Regions from separate parts of the Mus musculus genome. Here all the other regions are linked to region 2. The links are chromatin contacts, called in public HiChIP or PLAC-seq and promoter capture Hi-C maps. All regions are on one chromosome and are shown on one strand. The core of a region is the stretch at or near the end of the contact, and the rest is flanking DNA. Distances in the headings are between cores, read along the strand shown.

Evidence for each region. Promoter capture Hi-C pulls out the DNA fragments that hold promoters and counts their contacts. HiChIP or PLAC-seq counts read pairs in DNA pulled down with a chosen protein or histone mark.
Region 1: a promoter capture Hi-C map of embryonic stem cells shows a contact between it and region 2, with 5 times the contacts expected there. The contact joins the promoter of Ropn1 here to the promoter of Sema5b in region 2. A contact is called at or near these places in 1 of 39 promoter capture datasets (embryonic stem cells) and 1 of 115 datasets of contacts at active chromatin or transcription factors (embryonic stem cells).
Region 3: a contact with region 2 is called in an H3K4me3 HiChIP or PLAC-seq map of embryonic stem cells, with 6 times the contacts expected there. The contact joins the promoter of Fam162a here to the promoter of Sema5b in region 2. A contact is called at or near these places in 1 of 39 promoter capture datasets (cranial neural crest), 1 of 484 Hi-C or Micro-C datasets (embryonic stem cells) and 1 of 115 datasets of contacts at active chromatin or transcription factors (embryonic stem cells).
Region 4: an H3K4me3 HiChIP or PLAC-seq map of embryonic stem cells shows a contact between it and region 2, with 11 read pairs. The contact joins the promoter of Hacd2 here to the promoter of Sema5b in region 2. A contact is called at or near these places in 6 of 39 promoter capture datasets (cranial neural crest, embryonic stem cells, hippocampal neurons and 1 more), 2 of 484 Hi-C or Micro-C datasets (both in embryonic stem cells), 3 of 115 datasets of contacts at active chromatin or transcription factors (all in embryonic stem cells) and 1 of 9 other capture datasets (embryonic stem cells).

What each region holds. Positions count from the first base shown.
Region 1 is chr16:34,649,883-34,652,983 of GRCm38.p6, reverse strand. It overlaps Ropn1 (ropporin, rhophilin associated protein 1), which reads right to left and starts at 1,773. Exons shown (of 6, transcript NM_030744.2): 1 at 1,709-1,773.
Region 2 is chr16:35,539,774-35,542,966 of GRCm38.p6, reverse strand. It overlaps Sema5b (sema domain, seven thrombospondin repeats (type 1 and type 1-like), transmembrane domain (TM) and short cytoplasmic domain, (semaphorin) 5B), which reads right to left and starts at 1,605. Exons shown (of 22, transcript NM_013661.2): 1 at 1,365-1,605.
Region 3 is chr16:36,069,967-36,073,286 of GRCm38.p6, reverse strand. It overlaps Fam162a (family with sequence similarity 162, member A), which reads left to right and starts at 1,726. Exons shown (of 5, transcript NM_027342.2): 1 at 1,726-1,817. The coding sequence starts at 1,784. It overlaps Ccdc58 (coiled-coil domain containing 58), which reads right to left and starts at 1,627. Exons shown (of 5, transcript NM_198645.2): 1 at 1,150-1,627. The coding sequence starts at 1,200.
Region 4 is chr16:35,020,905-35,024,174 of GRCm38.p6, reverse strand. It overlaps Hacd2 (3-hydroxyacyl-CoA dehydratase 2), which reads right to left and starts at 1,754. Exons shown (of 7, transcript NM_023587.2): 1 at 1,540-1,754. The coding sequence starts at 1,694. LOC105246106 (a long non-coding RNA gene) reads left to right here and starts at 1,830. Exons shown (of 5, transcript XR_876048.3): 1 at 1,830-2,104; 2 at 2,237-2,333.

The DNA of each region.
Region 1 (3,101 bases), core at 524-3,023, 890 kb after region 2:
ATCAAGATCTGAATAGGAAAGCTCCTCTAAAGGCTTTGTACCTTAAAGGTACAAAAAAATAGAGTCAGATGATTTATGTGTCAGGGCCACACTTCAGACTCTGCTGTTGGCTTGATACACTAACCATCAAACCATTGCTTCTCAATTCCAAATCCAGGAAAACAAAACAAAACAAAAAACAAAACGGAAGTAGGTCTTTCAGTATTTCCCCCTGTACGCACGTACTGGTAAGCAGTCTCGTGTTAAACTTTGTGTGTACATAGCACTGGAGATGGACATGGGAGGAGGCAGCCATTTTTCTTGATGGTTCAGATGTGGTCTCCTCCCTGGACTCCAGAAACCTTAAGTGTCCCCAGCTCTGGACCCTGTAGCACAGCGTCTCCAGCATCTGGTTCCTGCTCCGTGTCGTCTCTTGAACGGCTTCCTGCTACAGTGAATGTCTGTGGTGCCCACAGCTAGCCTTTTTGTTTGTTCGATGGTTTGGTAACTATCAGAGTCTGTGTGTTAAAGACTTGGTCCCCAGGGGATGGATGTTCCTGAGAGGCAACTGAACTTTAAAGAGGTGCAGTGCAATGGGAGATTCCTCGGTTAGCTGGAGCATGCCCCCAGCAGACCACGGAGCCCCCAGCAGACCACGGCGTCTCTGATTCTTCCTTTTCTCTTTGCTTCCTGGCTCAGGGGATGAGTGGTTTGACCTGCCACAATTTTCCATTTTTAAAAATGTATTATATATATATATATACATACATACATATATATATATACATACACACACATTTATATATATATATATATATATATATATATATATATATATATATATATGTATATATATATATATATATAATTGCTGTCTTCAGACACACCAGACGAGGGCATCAGATCCCATTATAGATGGTTTTAAGCCACCATTTGGTTGCCGGGAATTGAACTCAGGACCTCTGGAAGAGCAGTCAGTGCTCTTAACCACTGAGCCATTTCTCCAGCCCCCAATTTTCTATTTTTTAAAATGATGTGTTCCTGTTGCCAGAAGACAAGTTTAATGGGGCCACTTGATCTCAGAACCACCAAAATAAGCATTTTCTCTCTATAATGTAAGTACCTCAGGCACTTTGGTATAGTGGTGGAAACCTAACACACCTGGCACCTTCTTGGGAAACACTGGAGCTGCTACAGAGTCACCTCCTAGTAAGTAGACTTTCTGGTACTCTGAAGAGTCAGTTCTGCCTAGGTGGCATCTCTGCCCTCTAGTTAACTGTGGCCACAACCCTGTACAACAAGTTCTGGGGTCATTCTTTTCCTGGAGTGGTCCAGCTTAAGGCTTCTCTTTGTATTTGTGATCCCTTCGTACTTCATTTTTCTTAAAGAAAAGTTTCATGTTGAACCTTCTTTGTTAAAATTACGTGTACTGTTTCTGTTCATTGGACACTGAAACACACTGGCCAATAGCTTCAGGAGTGAACTAAAGAGAGCGGAGTGCAAAGGAGCAGAGTGGGGCTTCAGGCAGGAAGCCTGCAGAGGAGAGCCTGGCAGTTTCTTGGGCACAACTTGAGAGATTCATGTCTCAAGAAAGTAGGGAGGGACTGGGAAACAGATATTTAGGAAAGTGGATATACAGACATTGGTAGGAGGTAGGGGAAGACAGTGAGGGGAGTCAGGAGTGACGCAGTTTTCAAAGCCTGGAAGTCTAAGTGGGTAGCAGCTTTACCTTTGCAGAAATGTCCAACACAGGAGGAGAAGGTCAGGCCAGATTCCCCTCCACTTACTTACTGTCTCTTACTCACTCGAAGGAGTTCCATATACTCTTGGATCACAAAGCTTTGGAATCTTAGATTCTTTGGCTCAACTTCTCAGCCTTTGAGTGGTGTGACCTCATCATCTACTTACATTAGTTTTTTAAAGTAGGGAAGACCATCCACTCCTTCGGACTGTTGTACTATCCCAACATCCTGTAAAGTGCTTTTCCATTCTTCAAGTTCTTGGTTTGGACAGGCTCTCTTCCATTATACATTCCAGGGCCCATCCCTCCAGTCCTTACAATCCAATAAATGCCTAAGTGAAACCTTCAGACCTTCCAGTGGAGAACAGCCAGCCAACCCATACTCGCTAAGTGCTAAAGAATATAGGCTTATGAAGTATCTCCCATGGGCTCATTTCTGGAATTTCATTTGGTTTTATTGGTGTGGTCTAAGGGTTCAGTCATGGAAATGAAAGGCTCCACACACCAGCATCTCAGAGTTGTTTCTATGAACAGCTCTCGGGACTCAGGACCAAGCCCCTGCACATCTTTGCTCTGATTTGAAGTAGAACATGGTAGGGCTTGGGACCTGCAGTTATGCTGGCTTGGGAGATGTCCTTCCTACTTTACAGTCTGATTTTTTTTTCCTCTGAGCTCACCTTATCTCTCCCCTGACCTCCAAGCCACATCCACCACGCCCTTTCAGCGACACTTAGTTCAAAGTTGACATTATTTCGATTCTTTTGACTAAATGTATTTCTTCTCTACCCACTCTAAACCCCAGGTGAGGCTTGGTCAGTATTTTGCTCATGATAGAATTCCAGTGCTAGCCTAAAGCCTGGAACTCAGAGTTTAGTAGACACTGGTAAAAATGAACAAGCAGTCCAGTTTATAATGTGTCAGTCATACCTCTTAGTACCCACAATGGTCCTTCCAAATGTGCTCTTACGCCCATTTTACAAATGGAAAAACAGAGGGGGCTCACCAGAGCCCATTGCTTCCAAGCTACAGTGCACAGTATTAAAAGACAATAAAATAGTAGTTCTGGGAAAAACACACACACACACAACTTGGCCAGAAAGCAATACTCCCCCATTTAAAGATCTCTGCAGGCTCTTCCCAGGTTCTGTGGGCAAGGGATGGTTGGGAATCTAAGTGAGTTCCGCGAAGCCATGGCATGGCCAGGGCTGTTCACCACCCCCTTCCACTTCCCCTCCGGGGTACCTCAGTTTGCCCTCCAAAGGGGCTGTCTGGCTTCAGGCGACTCCACGTGCCTGGTATCAGGCGGGAGATGAGGGAGGAGCTCCAACGCCTGGACCCTTGGTGGGGGGAGAGCTGTGGACCTGTTAGGGCGGGACCCAAA
Region 2 (3,193 bases), core at 356-2,855:
GTCCAAGTCGGTACAGAATGCGGGTAGGCAATGGGAGAGCAGAGACGGGTGGAAGGAGATTGAATTTACAAAAGGGTGGAGAAAAGAGATCGGAGTTAGGGCCAGTGAAGGCAGGATCGTGTAGGTTCTAGACACAGTCAAACTTCCAATACCCCAGTCCTATTTGGCTGACCAAGAGCGCATGGCCCACTAAAGGTGGGCTGACCAGATGCGCTCTGTAGGCTCTTCTCCAATTATCAAAAGCCAGAAGAGGATCGCAGGCCTGGGGGCAAGGTCCCGAGGCCACCGCTCCAGATCCAAACTCAGCGCCTACTCATGTCTGGCGCAACGGGGCGAGACGACTCAGAACCGGGCCCCGGTAAAGCAACCAGAAGGGATGAGATCGGCGCTTCAGGTGGTCGTCTGGTTCTTTAAAGTTTGAGGCCCGCAACGGAGCCCACATCGTTCTGCCGATCCTCTTCACCTTCGCTTTTTCTCCGCGGGTCCTGCTGCTACTTCTGTCTCCGCTCCCGCCGGCTCGGGTCCCCGGATCCCCTTTCCTGTTCGCATCCCTCCTTGTGCCCAAGCGCAACCCCCCCCCCCATCCCTCCCTCCGCGCTGGATCTCCCGCACGACGTGAGCGGAAAGTGAATGGGCAGCCCCAATCACAAAGACAAATTACCATGAGAAAAATAAATCAGGAAATCGCCCCTTTAGTCCCAGGTTCCCGCCGCCGCACCCGCTTCACTGGCTGAGGCAGGAGCAAGGGGCCCCGGGCTGCTCCATCCAGGGCCTTAGAGGACACTGTGGGCTCCGAAGGGCCCAGTTAAGGCTGGAGTAGCCTAGGGGGTGGAGGGGTCTAGGAAGAATCAGGCGAGGGCCGGGTTGGTGGCGGCGGCATGGGGGACGTCCCTGCGCGGGAGATTTCACACTCTGGGCCGGCCACGCGTTCCCACGCGCCTCGCCGCCCGCACTCTTCCTCTGCCAGGTTTCCCCGCCCGCCCTCTGCTGAACCTCTGTCTCGGCCCAGTCTCCGTTCCTTTGCCCCCTCGCTCCCCCAGCCTTTCCCTGGTCAGTCCCCCTACTCCAGGCCCGCGATCTGGGTCTCCGCCGCGGCTGCAGCCTAGACGCGCTGATCGCAGCCCAGTGGAGCCAGAAGCCAGAGCGAGCGGGTGTCAGGAACGCAGCAGCTCCGGTGGCGCCCCAGCCGAGGTAGCCCCAGACAGCCCCGGGACCCGCGCTCCAGCCCCCTGAAGCCTCCCCAACGTGCCTCCAACTTACCAGCGCCCCCGGACTCCCACCCCTCTACCTATCCTAGTTGCTGAAGTTTGCAACTCACAGCCCCAGCTGGCGAGGGAAAAAGCTCCGGAAGCTCCCGGACTCACCTCCCGGCAGCACGCGCAGGTGCCGGGCTCCCCGCGGCCCTGGGCTCAGGGCGGTGCGGACCACAGCGACGAACCCGAGGGCTGGTGGCCGGTCTGGGAATGGGGCGGCCGAACAGCAAGGCTCCGGACTACGGGTTCAGCGCTCCGCCGCAGTCTCCGACTCCTGTCGGGCCCGGCTGCGCTCCGGCTGCTCCAACAGCCGCTGGATGCGCGGCCGACCGGCGGGGCTCGGCGGAGCTGGGCTCCAGCACCAACCCCCGCGCTCCAACTAGCTCCAGACCCCGCGCGCCGGAGCGAGCCGGGAGGAGGAGAGTGAGGGAGCAGGCGGTGGGGTGGGGGGGAGGCGTGGGGGAGGAGTTGGAAGCCAGAGGAGAGAAGGAGGGGAGCGGGGGAGAAAAGGAGGAGGGGGATGGAGAGGACCTGCGACTGCTGGCGCTTCACCCGCCAGCCCGGAGGAGAGCGGGAGAGCGCGAGGGGGCGCCCTGCATCCCGATTTCGCCCCCTAGCAGAACTCCGGCCCCTAGCTTGCGAGCTATGGGGATGGGTGGACAGAAGCTGCCTCTGTCCTAGGTCTCTAGCCTTTGCCATCTTTTGCTAGGTTTTACCTTACCGTTCTCTGCCATCCCCATCTCAAACCGACCCCAACTTGGAGCCTGAGAAAGCTCTCCCCCCAACACACACCCTGGGGTCCCCAATACCCCAGCCCCTTTAGCTGTGTAGAAACATTTTTCTGCCTGTGGATTTGAAATATGAATGAGAAAAGGACCGCGTACTAAACCCGGGAGATTGTAATCAACTCCAGCAACAGCGAGATGCTAAGCTGCTGGGCTGGACCGAAAAGCCAGAGCTGACCGGTTGCTAGTTAACCTCACAAGCTACAAGATCTTGGGTGAATCTCTCTAAGTCTCAGTTTCCTCGGCTGTAAATTGACGTTAGTGATGTGCACCCTACCGAACCTCGTATGAAGAACCAGCAGGGGATCCAGGGAGTGAAATGGCTTCAGGAACACTGGGAGGGTATCCAAAGAATGTTCAATCCTAGAGGAACGGAGTAATGTCCGCAGCAGAGGGACCCTTAGCGCAGCCACACCAAGCTAGGTGGGATTGTTTCCAAGTTAAGTGATCTAGTGTCGACAGAGAAAGTCGAGGAGCGCAAGCTTCAAATCCTAGATGCTAGGGCTACAAGCACGGATGGAAAGGGAGCCCTCTGCTGAACAGAAGAGGTACTTTAATTATAAAATAAGGTGAGCTAAGGAAGTGAAAAAGTGGGAAAGACAAAGGACCTGAACAATCAAAACAAGAGAAGTGTGCTTCTAAGAGAAAACCAGAGAAAACCGCCAAATAATGCTTTAGGGGAATAAAAACGCTAAGAGTCTCTCTGGAATGCTTTGGAGAATTAGAACCGATTCCAGGTGAAGCACTTCGTGTTACAAAATGAAACCTCGGAAAAATGCAGAAGGATGGAGATAGTGATGGAGGCGGTAGGAGTCCCAGGATGCAGGCAGTAGGAATCCCGGGATGCTTCCCTCCAGTACCTCCAGGGTAGTGGAACAGAAAGGGTGTGCTCTAAGGAAGCCCTTTATGAGGTGCTGTGAAAAGGGAAACAGTACCAGACCTCAGAGAGATAGTCTTTCTAGGGCAACAGAAAAATGCTGAAGCTCGTAATGTGCTGCATAAAGAAGAACTCACAAAGATAAAACCTATTCTGGACCCAAAGAGAGATGCAAAGATGGGGATGGGGAGAAAGCGTCGTCTGAGCACAGACACATCTAAGCCGGGGGTCAGCTCTGAAGAAGCAGTATGCGCTACACAGACCAAGAGATCTGGAGA
Region 3 (3,320 bases), core at 477-2,976, 530 kb before region 2:
ACAAAATTAAAACATATGCTAAGACTGGTTCTGGGTAAACAAATCTTTTGATTTTTTTTTTTTTTAAACTCACAGATTCATTAGGTCTTTTGGCCAAGGGGCTGGAGAGATGATGGTTCAGTGGATAAGAGTATCTGTCTGTTCTTGCAGAGGACTCAGGTTCAATTCCTAGCACCCATATGGCAACTTGCAAAAGTTTGTAACTTCAGTCCTAAGAGATACAATGCCCTCTTTTGGCCTCTGCAGCTAATGCACAGATGTGGTGCACAGAAATACATGCCCACAAAACACCGATGCCCATAAAAATAAATGTTAAAAAAATACTTTTGGCCTAATTATTTACCAAATAAATCAATTTGGTGAGGTTATCTTCAAGAATACCACTACCTACAAGCTACTCAAAGTATTACGGTTACTACAGATAGGGAAATGACATGTTTAACAAATTTTACTATCTCTACTTAAAATACACTTTTAAAGGTCATGTTTTTTTGTTTTTTTGTTTTTTTGTTTAGCTTCAACTCTAATTTAATAGCAGAACCATCATTGTGAATTGATCAACATCCGGATCGTTATTCTTGAATTCTTGGTTAACTATTCAACCTTTGAAATTTTTAGTACCAAAAAAGACACATATTTGACTTAAGTGTTACACCTTCTCTCGGGATCAAGAAGGCGATAGCACAGACCAAGTATTTGACTTAACCCTCCCCCAAGCTTCCAAATATTCATTGTATCGCACCACACACATAAAAAGGCACTATGCCAAATACTTTATCAAGTACACAAGGTCTCTTTCACTTTTTCTCTCCCACAAAATCTCAACTTAGAAGTAGGGGAGTTTTGGTAGAAGCTGGGAATGAAGTTCGGAGAACTACTGAACTATTAACTATCCCTACCCACAGCTTCAGAGCTCGGCCTGACCGCTCCAGAATGACCCGGTGAGCCTCCGGCACCTCCTACGCTGAGCACCTCCGCTTTCCAAGGCCACCCCCAGCCCCCATGACCTCCAAAGGCTCCCCTATAAAAAGCTCTGAGCAACTTGCTTTTCCTACAGTTTGTCTATCCTCCCTTCCCGGACCAAAGCACCGACTGGGACGTGGGGACAAAAGGCTGGACAAGCTTGCCACGTGTGGAAAACCTCATCACCTGGAACTCGGCGAACTCTTCACAGTTCACACTGCCACTGGGCGCCGCCATATTGAACGAACACGAGGACCCCCGCAGCCGACCAATCACCGTGGAGCAGAGGTGTCCGCGGTGCTGCCTGACAGCAAATACCGTGAGCCCGGGCGGTTGCCTTTCCTCTCGCTAAGCCTAGAGCATCGGGTTGCTAATGAGGGATGAGCCCCTCGAAGAAGCGTCGAGAAACTAACGGCGTTTGGGGAGGTGAGGGTGGGCAAGCGGTGAGAATGACTAGATGTTTTTAAAAACATAGCTAAGTGGAAAGCAGGCTTCCTTCGGGCATTCCCGAAGCCCGGACGCCATAGGGCCCTGGTCCCGAGTCCCTCCGCGTGTGTGACTCGCTTGCACAGTCCTAAAACACTACTCAGCGCTTCGCAGTTGGCAGACATCGCCCTCCCTCCTCCGCCTTCATCATGCCCGGGCAGGCAGGGCGTTTGGCCGCATCCTCCGCTCGTCGCGCACGTCCCGCACGCCCGCTGCGTCACGCCGGCACGCCCCGCCCACCCCGCCAGCGCCCTCCCCACGCGGGCCCTTGGTGACATTGAGCGCCAGCGCCGCGGCCGCCGTGGGGTGCTGTGCGTCGGCGGAGCGGGTGGCCATGTGGAGCCTCGGCGGCCTGCGCCTGGCGGCTGGTGAGACGCGGGTCTGCGGGCGGCAGGAGGGGGCATCGCCGGTGGGGGTGTCCTGCTTACTGCAACCGTGTGAGGACCGCAGCGCCTTAGCAGACGCGGGGGGCTGGCCGAGACCCTGGTATCTGGCGCTCATTCACGCAGCTCCCATCTTAAGTTAGTGCCTTGATGCCTCCACCTGGTCCCCATCCTCCTGTGAGCTCCTATTAAGAGTTATCCACGGAAGTAATGCTTTCCACCCTGACTTTCTCCTATCCGTTATTCTACTTGTGCCTTCCTACTTGTCCCTCCCTCTTTAGGTGAGGGACTCAAAGATCTCACAGAATACGAGTAATTGTTGCCTTAAGTTGTGGGTGGTAGTACATACTTTTAAACAATAGTGCGGTAAGTGCCGGGACTCTCTTAGGGGAAAGTGTTATGCTAATAACGTAAGGTCTATAGCCTGTTTTCTCAGTAAACATTGGAGCGGTTGAGTGTTTTGGAGTCTGGTAACGTGAACGTATCCCGCCTCGGGGAAATCTAGAGAGCCTTGAATTATCAAGTTGAGAAATCAGAGAGTTTGCAGCTTGTATCTTGAGGGTCTTTAGAGGGTAGCTTACCTTTTGATCATCTTTATGAACTTTCATGATCTATCCTTTGTTCCATGGCATCAAATTACTACAGAGTTGTTAAATTTTTAGAGAAAGAATAGCTCCACGTTTTGTTATTGGAGTAATGTATATTGTAAATGTAATTGAAGCAATGCAAAAAAAAAAAAATAGTACATGGAGAATAGTTGCGTAAAGAGTAGCCGGTGAAGAGGTTAGATTTTACCGACTGAAAGACCTTTCAATGGGTCAGCATTGCTTACACCCTTAAAAACTCACACCCACTCTGCTCTAGAAAGAAAACGGAGAAAGAGAAAAAGCACTCATTCTTTTACTGGTTTTGATTTGTATCAGTTAAGATCTAATCATCTAAAATCTCGATGTGCATGTTTATTAAGTATTACAAAGTTTTCAAAAGAGCAAGCAAAAGAATCAGCAACCTGTGAGTTATGTGAAAGTCACTTAAACACTGGCAGTAGTTACTTTTCTAGACTGTAGCACACGTCATGGAAAGCTAAAGTGTCTTGGAAGATTTCTGATGTTTTGGAACTTCTCTGCTGGGCCTCTAACCAAGACAGACTTCCTTGCACAATTTAACAACAATTTTACTTCCGATGGGGAATGTTTTAATAGCACACCAAGGATGTTATGGGCAACGACTGCCAGGTGATCTGTGAGTGTCTGGTGTGTTGTGAGCACCTTCCAGTGATTTCTTTTACTTTTACCTATTTTATTAATAAAAGCGCTTTCTGATTTACATTATCTGATTTCTACAGCGCCCCCCTTGAATCTTATTCCCTCCTGTCTTTATAAATAAACATAAATCACAGGGCTAAATAACTTGTGTAGCACCACCTGGTGATAAAAGTCAGCACCAAAGGAGGGCAGTGAGTTTGTGTTATCCGAGTTCCTTGCTGCT
Region 4 (3,270 bases), core at 505-3,004, 520 kb after region 2:
AATCACATGCAAGCCTGTGTTCCTTTCTTTTCTTTTTCTTTTTTGTCTTTTTGGTTTTGTTTTTCTTTGAGACAGGATTACACTGTGTAGCCCTGGCTATCCTGAAACTTGCTCTGGAGACCAGGCTGTTCTTTAACTCAGAGATCCACCATGCCCAGCCTGAGGGCATGTTGTTTCAACACCTCCTATCTGCAATACTAACAATCAGCCTACCACCCTCCAAGCCTATTTCTTCATTAAAAAGCAACATAATTTCTTTAGGCTTACAACGTTTGTGCAAGTGTGTATTATTGGCCTGTGCTAATACCAGCATCTGAGGAACATACAAAATTAGCTGATTCAAGTAAAGTGATTTGAAACAGGGTTTCACCGTATATATGCATTTTGTGTATATTTTAAGTTTTGATCCCTGCCAACGTATTTCCTACTGTAAAAGATAATTAAGAATGGATTTTCAAAATACAGTTTTAAATTTTTTCTGTATACTTGAAAGTCTTACAAAAAAAAAAAAAAAGCCATAGTGCTAGCACAGTAGTAGAGTACAAGCAAGTGTGAGGCCCTAAGTTCAATCGCCAGCACCAGTAAACAAACGGATGAATGCTTGCTAGGGAGTCAAGAGTGGTGTGGCACAGGCCCCTGATTCCAACAGTCACAAGATTGAGGCAGGAGAATCACAAGTTCCAGGCGAGCCAGGACTACATAATGAGTTCTGGTCAAAAAGAAAAAAGAAAAAAAAAAAAAAAAAAAAAAAAAACGGGAAAAGAAAGAGAAAAGGGAAGGGAGAACAGAAGGCAGGAGAAATTGCACCTAAGAAGTTTTACGACTTAGGAATTTCCTGACAATTTAAATTTATATGGTGATCCAGCTCACCAAAACCACCGGATTGCGAAACTGGATTCACCTAGCCCAACTCTACCTAACTGGGGGGGAAACAAAAAAACAAAAACAAACAAAAAAAAAAAAAAACCAAACCCACTAGAGACCCAGAGAAAGAAGCAGGTTTCTTCAAAGTCCCAGGGCGAGTTGTGTGAGAACTGGAACTAAAAGCCCTGCTATGAAGAGACAGACTTGAAATGGGGTAGACACCATCCCCAGAGTCGATTCTCTCCCTATCTCAACTTGCCCCAAGAAAATCTAAGTAATCCCCCTCCAAAGTCTCCGCCCCGGTCTCGGACCGCTCCGGCTCGGGCGGCTGGCGGAAAACTTCGACCACGTTCCTACCGCCTCCCAGACGAACGCTCCCGCCTGGGTTTTGAAAGCGGCCGCCTAAATGAATGATCTCCGCAGCCAGGCGGGCTTCCTCGCCGGGCTGGGGAAGTGCTGACCGGCCGCCCGGGGCTGGCCTCCGCGCCGCGCCGCGCCGCACCTGTGGCCCGCCCGCTCGCCCGCCCGCCCGCTCGCCCCGCCGCGGCCCTGACCAGGCAGCTCTGCGGCCAGCCTGCCCCATGCTCGCCCCGCGGCCGCCCCGGGCTGCGGGTCCGACCCCGCCGGTCACAGAGCTCGCTCCCCGCCTCCCCGGGGAGGGAGCTCCAGCCTCACCCCGCCGTCATCACCACATTGTAGATGACCAGGTACGCCGTGGCCACAGGCCCGGGGCCCTTCTTCTTCCGCGCGCCGCTGCTGTCGCCAGCCCCGACTCGGCCACTGCCGCCCCCATTCCCCTTGGTCGCTGCAGTCGCCGCCGCTGCCGCCATGTCAAGCGCCCGCAACCCCGCTCCCCTCGCGCCTGCACCTCAGACCCAACTGGGCTCTACGAGGGGGCGGAGGAAGGGACGAGGGAGAGGCGGGGCCGCGGCACGGGGCGGAGCCGGGACAGCGCCCACGGGGGCCGCCATCTTGGATGAGGGCAAAGACGCTCCAGGCGCTCGTCTCCGTAGCCGCCATCTTGGATAGGGGTAATTTCCTCCCAACTTCCGGCGCACAATCCGTGTGGGCATCCAGCGCCAGGTTTGATCAGGTTAATGTGAACCTGGGCCTCACTTGTCAGGCCTGTTCTTACGGATAATTTGTCTCTGGTCATTTGCTATCTTATGACCATCTCTTCCTGCTGGATCCAAATGATATGTCCTGGTCCTCGGTAACTTTAGCCTCTACCAGGTACCAGGTATCTTTACCCCTGTACACAGTTGCCCAAGTAGCTAGAGGGTGATTGACGTCAGTTAAGCTGTGTGTCCTGTTCAGAGAGCAGAAGGAACCAGCATTTTTGTAACATATTATCTTTCTCTTCTAATTGTAGCCAACTCGGGGAAATAGCCTTCAACAATTTCTTCCCTGTCTTTGGATTTTTTTTTTTTTAAACCTGCTCTCTTGGACACTCCCAACAGTCTCTAAAGGTTAGCCAGTTTTTCTCCATTTGTAGGCCTGCTTTTTATTAAAGAGGATTAAGGTCAATCAGTGGTTAGTGGTGGACCTTGTAAGGCAGTAAAGAGTTGTTTATACCTACAGGTTATGGGCTAGGTGGGAGGGAAATACTTCTACTGAGTTAGATCAGAAATAACTTCTGAAAGCTCCTTTAATCTGCTGACCCCACTCATTTCTTTTTTTAGTACTTTCTTCATAAAAAGTACCTTACTATCAGTGTTCATAAATATACTGGCATTTATGTAATGTAATAAAATATGTATTGATTCCAAGAAGTACTTGTGGAGCATATACAAGGTTGTATTGGAAAATATACATATTTCAAAATAAATGAAAGAAACAAACGTCGTCAGTCTTCAAGAGATTACACAGAAGGATCCAGGAATGAATCGATATGAATTAGCTGGTGAAAAGTGGTATCAGAAAATTATTACAATGATCCAGGTCACAATGATAGTGATTTAAGCCAGTGTGATAATAGTTGAAGTGAGGAACATTGAATTCTCAGAATATTTTAGAGTTAGTGAAATGTGTTGGGTAGAACATTTGGTTTTAAAGGAAGGTAAAAGGAGCATTCAGATTGCTTGGGAGAACAAGCTGTAAAAAGAAGTAAGTTTGAGCTGGACGGTGGTGGCTCAGGCCTTTAATCCCAGCACTTGGGAGGCAGAGGCAGGCGGATTTCTGAGTTCGAGGCCAGCCTGGTCTACAGAGTGAGTTCCAGGACAGCCAGGGCTACACAGAGAAACCCTGTCTCCCCAAACCAAAAACCAAAAAATAAAAAAAAGAAGAAGAAGAAGTAAGTTTGAAGGCAGAAGTCAGGACTTTTATGTTTAGCTTGAAATCCTTTTTAGAAATGTAAGTGGAAATGTGGAAGAGACAATTAGATTTAGACTCTGAGGTTCAGGAAGA